2 separate regions of the Mus musculus genome follow, and region 2 is linked to region 1. Evidence: chromatin contacts called from public promoter capture Hi-C data. All regions are on one chromosome and are shown on one strand. Each heading gives the region's core, a stretch centred on a gene start, on an enhancer-like site or on the middle of the called end of the contact. The rest is flanking DNA. Distances are from core to core; before and after follow the strand shown. Region 1 has its middle 150 kb from the start of Gm33599. Region 2 holds the start of Pcsk2os2 (proprotein convertase subtilisin/kexin type 2, opposite strand 2).

Region 1 (2,645 bases), core at 72-2,571:
TGTCCCATGTGCATGCTGTGCCTAGTTGAACCAAAAGAGGGTGTCAGGTCCTCTGGGAGTTATAGACGTATCTGCATTCCATGTGAATGCTGAGACTTGAACCCAACTCCTCTAGAAGAGCAACCAGTGCTCTTAGCTGCTGAGCTGTTTCTCTAGTAATGTGCCAGAACCTCTGAATCTCAGCTCCCTATAAAATACTTCTAGTCATGAAAATCACAGATTTGGAAGTCACTTATAAAATATAGGTATAAACAAGATGAATGTTATACTAACATTTGGCATCAAATCAGAGCAGAGACTCGTGTGGCATCATTTCATATGAATCGCATGCATGTTCCTGATGACAAACAGTGACTTCACATTTTTGACTGGGCTGGCAGTATAGCATGAAATTGACTACATGGAAATAGCTCCACCTTCGCATGGGTATCCTTTCCTTGGAAACTTGACTGTAGAGGCATGAAGGTTGTGATAATTAGAAGCATCTGTATGGTGAGCATGTTAAAACTTTTTAGTTTTGCTGATAATTAAAAGTGACTCTTTGGGGTCTGCAAAAGCTGGTGAAAGTAGAAGCTTTCCAACACAGCTGGGACTAAATCTTCAGATGAGAAGCAAAGCAGAGCTAAGCTTCTCCAGCCCTTCTGCTGGGAGGAGCAAATGTTCCCTGCTTTCCTTTAGGAACCAGATGGAAACCACTGTTAAATGGCACTCCTTGGTGGCTCACTGGCTCATTATTCCATGGCCAACCTCTGTACTCATAACACAAGCATTTGGCTTAGTGAGTTCCTCAGAACATTTGCACCTGATGGGCCATTTTATTGGGCCCATCATCGGCCATCATGTGTGACATTTAATTGGGAATGAATTTTCAATGCCTTGTGTTTATATATAAAGGCAGGAGTTTGTTCAAAGCATCTAGTCACAGGAAAGGAGAACAAAGGGCTCTTTTTCTTATACTCTACAGAGGTCTTGCAATGTACTGTCCCTGAGTGAAGCCAGACACACCAACTTGCATCTTGGCTCATGCACGACCAGTCATGACTCAGCTGTAATTTTAACATGGCAATTATTTTCCCACGAAATACGTGCAACTGCCTTGCATGTAAGAAAAACATGTGCCTTTTTCGAATGTCTTATGTTCTTTGCATTGGATTTGAATTTCCATCCTCTAAGAAAGCCACCTTCTTTACAAGGTAGACACTTCAATATTACTGCAAAGTCTAAGTTCCAAGAAAAACCATGAACTCTTTGTTGTAAATCATTTTCACATTGTGAATTTGTTGGTTGTATTATAATTACAGCAGATGAACTGCTTATGTGTGGGCAGCTTGCAGCCTGTAAGCAGAGGCCACTGCTTTAGCACATGTCAGTTTATGTATGAGTTGACGATAGAGAGGTTTGTAAAGAAAAAGATGAATCCCAGGCTTCCACATTGACCACTTTAATTGGCTTCTTTTACTACCATTTTACTACATGCTGAGATTTGTAATTAAAACTTTATGATAAAGACTTACAAAAAGAAATATCATATTACTTTTTAAATAAATTAGCCAGGCACACCATTTTTTAAGTAAAAAAAAACATCTTTTTTTAAACCAAAATATTTTATTCAAAATATCATTTATTAGTTCTGGGGAAAAGTTTTAAAGTGTGAATTATTCCAGGAATATAGCAATATTCACTTTCCATGGAGCTTGGTAGTCATGATTCGATGAGAAATCAGCTGTATTAAAAGAGGCAGTGCATTTGATTCAGCTAAGCATAGGACTCGGCGTGTGTAACTCAGACTGGAGTACTTGCTGGGCATGTGTGACACCTTGTGCTCCACCCCCAACCCTACAATAAAAATGCAACCTAAAACTGCTATGTTAAGTTGAGCTTGGGAATATTGGAGAATATTTTATTGTGGAGTCATGGATCTATAGGTGACAGGTGGGAAAGAAGAGGAATCAGAGAGACCACTAATATTCTTTGTATTTTTGAGACAGCAGGAGGTGTAGATATGGAAGGAAATGAACGTGAGATCTGAGAAGAAGAGATTTACATGGGCTCACAGAGTCCATGCAATATTCAAAGATGTCTGACCTGAGTTCATGTTTTCTGAATGCTAACTGACTAGGCAAGTGACTTGCTCTTCACAAACTGAAAGGGGAATGGTTATGGTGAATATTTGATATTAATATATGAATCATAATCTACCATACGGTTACTCTCATTAATTATTATTGCCCTGTAATGAAAGTTCTATGAATTCTCCTGTTTTGATGTTAAAGTGATATAGCAAAGCACACCTATTATTTACTTATTCTTTGGCCCTGGTGTGCACCTACTACTTCTACCAAGACAGCCCCTGAAAGTACTGAGTTGAAATAAGTTCTGGCTTATAGCTTTGGTATTCTTTAACTTATAATGCTGAAAGATTGCCTGCTGGATTAAGAGTTGACAGGTGAAGGCTTTTGCTATCCATGGTCTCATTACCGTTTAGACATGTGTCAATTTATACACTCCCAGTAGTTGATCACACAATCTTGAGTCAAATATAGTATTTCACAGGTGCTCACCCAAGTCTAAAAACAGCTCCACCCACTGGAGAAAGCTGATGGAGACTTAATTCTGACAAACAGATTTTTCTTTCTACCTCAGGA
Region 2 (2,645 bases), core at 55-2,554, 450 kb after region 1:
CCAACCCAGGACCAGATGACAGTGGATGTGGTGTGTTTTGGCACCTAAAGCTGGAAGGGTCAGGCAAGTCTGCAACAAATGCCTCTGTCCACATATGCAGTGCAGATCTCATTGAAACAGGGCATCCCTGGGCGGCTCCTGTCATTTACCATGCCTCAGAATGTCACACCTCAGAGCTGGATCCTTCTCTTTGCTCCATCTGTAACCTCCCTGCCTGCAACTGAACAGCCTTCTCAAGTGGGATGGCTCTGCATCACATGCCAAGATTGCTGGAAAGGAAGAAAAAAATCTTCATGGCTTACCTTCAGACAACAGCATGCAAATATTTTGGAGAGGAGAGTGCACCGTGCAGTGGGGAATATGTTTTCTCATTTGACTTTTTCCTGGGCTTTGTTTCAAGATAACACTTTTTAGACAGTTTTGGGATGCTTTGTAAGTGACAGCATAGTATATAAAAGCAAAGGGCTCCTCTATATCAGTTATTTGACTTACTCTAAAGAAAAACCCACCTGGGAAAGATGATATCATCCACACACAGGAATCTGACTGTGAGTATCACTGAGAGGCAGTTCTTACATTTGTCTTTGACTATTAACATTCTGCAAAGGGGCTTTTTTATGAATATAATAGCCATGGAAATGAGAAAGAGATGAAGAGATGGGTCTCTACTCTTAACAGTGCCCACATTGTTTGGCATAGTCTTTGCCATTCACAAGTGCCTATCATCTGCTTCACACACAAACCTCATCTATTTGAATCTTTAGAAATGTCAGTGGGCCACTTCTAAATTTTTTTCAGTAAATGCTTGAAAAGGCATCAAAGAATAGGCAAGACAGAAGGAAAGAGACTAGCAGATGGCATGTCTCGGTGGTCAAGTGCTTTCCTGCCAATCACAAGGCTCTGGGTTTGGTCTGCAGAATCCCAGGAAAAGAATGACCTCTTTGCCCTTGGTTTGTTGCCTCTTTAACTCTGTAGTGTACATATTCGGTTTATAGTTAAAGCGTTTTTCACAGTATAGCTGGGAAGTTGGTAACGGAGATTCTGCATGGTTAATCTCTACCTGTGCTGGCTAGTTTTGTGTTACCTTGACCATGAGCTAGAGACATTTGAAAAGATAGGACCACCATCAAGATAATGGCTTCACCAGAATGGCCTGTAGGCAGGCCTATGGTACATTTTCTTAAGTAGTGACTGATACAGGAGGGTCCAGCTCACTGTAGGTGCTAGACAGAAGCAGGCTGAGCAGACCATGGAAAGCAAGCTGGTAAGCAGCTGTCCCCCATGGCCTCCAGTGTCCTGCCTTGAGTTCCTGCCTTGACTTCTCTGGAAGAGGGACTACAAATTGTTAACTGAGACAAACTCTTTCCTCCCCTAGTTGCTCCTGGTCACAGTGTTTTATCACAGCAATAGAAACCTAACTGGGACACAGTGTAAGTTTGGGATCTCCCGAAAGCAAACCCTGAGACAAGACTTGAGTTTAAGATCTGAGCTGAACTTGAGTTGAACTCAAGTTCAGGTGTAACCTCAAGCATTCCACCTACACCAACTTCCCCGAAATAACAACTTTGAAGCTTCTTATATATGAATAAGTGCCTAGGCAAAAGCCTTGGCTCATTCCCTAACTAGCTTAGGACTTAAATCTTGTCATTCTCTTCTATGTTCTGCCATGTGACTGGTTAGCTGGTCCTCAGTTACATGCCACCTCTTCCTCTTTGTGTGGGGCTGAACCTCTTCTTCCCCTGTCTCTATCCCTGAATCATCCTCCTCTCCCTCCCCCCTCCTGATGTCCTATCTTCTAATTTTGCTTCAGCTCACTGATCAATCAGCTTCTTATTAACAGATGAATTGTCAACATAGTGCACAAGAGATTATCTCTACATTCAGGATTTGAGTTGATGTTATTTGGGAGGCAAAGTGAGTACCAGGAGCAAATAGGGAGGTGTAACGAGAACCAGAAAAGGTCAGTACAGACCATGTACTCAAGCCAGTCACCTACATGAGCGATAAAAATCATGGGATATCAAAAATCCACGTAGAACATACAGTAAAGGTATATTTATCTTAGCAAAGGAGCTAAGATTTAAAAAGAGGGGTGGGGGGAGTGGCTGTGCCCTACCAGTCAAAGCCAAAGAGCAGGTTCATGGAGAAGCCTTCAGCCTCTTGGGAAGTAACCATACACAAGAGGTTCTGAGGTCCAGGGGATCGAGGATGCCATCTGTCACCTGTCACAGTCAGTGGAGCTCAGCTAAAGCACAATCTAATCAGAGATTCACTGTGTGGATGGAAGAATGCAGTCCTTGCAGGAGGATGAGTGAAGCAACAGACAAGCAAGCCATCAGAGAGCACAGCATCTCATCCTCCAGCATCTTCCGTTCCTCTGACAACCAGAGGAAGAATTCAGACAACACGAGAGAACCTTGACGGTGACAGGACTCGTGAGGTTCTTCTCTCTCATAAAGGGAACACAGACATCCAAGGTAGCCTGGAACATTCTGGCTGGCTCCGATGACTATATCTCAGCGCCATTATTAATCACGTCTAAGGACTGCTACTAGAAAGAGTAAATAATTAGTTTAGGAATAGTTAGCGACAATCTGCAACAATCCTCTGTGGTGCTGATGAGACTGAGTGGGGATGGGGCATAG

Evidence for each region. Promoter capture Hi-C pulls out the DNA fragments that hold promoters and counts their contacts.
Region 2: a promoter capture Hi-C map of hippocampal neurons shows a contact between it and region 1, with 5 times the contacts expected there. The contact joins the promoter of Pcsk2os2 here to the enhancer-like site in region 1. A contact is called at or near these places in 6 of 39 promoter capture datasets (the 3T3-L1 cell line, cranial neural crest, embryonic stem cells and 3 more) and 2 of 484 Hi-C or Micro-C datasets (cerebellar granule neurons and nephron progenitors).

Annotation. Positions count from the first base shown.
Region 1 is chr2:143,339,565-143,342,209 of GRCm38.p6, forward strand. No RefSeq gene overlaps it. Among named protein-coding and RNA genes, the nearest start is that of Gm33599, 150 kb to the right of the region's middle. Within about 2 kb of position 1,322, at least 2 of the 459 cell types and tissues checked have an H3K27ac peak or open chromatin away from gene starts, as enhancers often do. A contact at or near this core is called in hippocampal neurons, where this site is marked.
Region 2 is chr2:143,787,882-143,790,526 of GRCm38.p6, forward strand. It overlaps Pcsk2os2 (proprotein convertase subtilisin/kexin type 2, opposite strand 2), which reads right to left and starts at 1,305. Exons shown (of 3, transcript NR_040625.1): 1 at 1-1,305. The region is part of intron 8 of Pcsk2 (proprotein convertase subtilisin/kexin type 2); the gene reads left to right.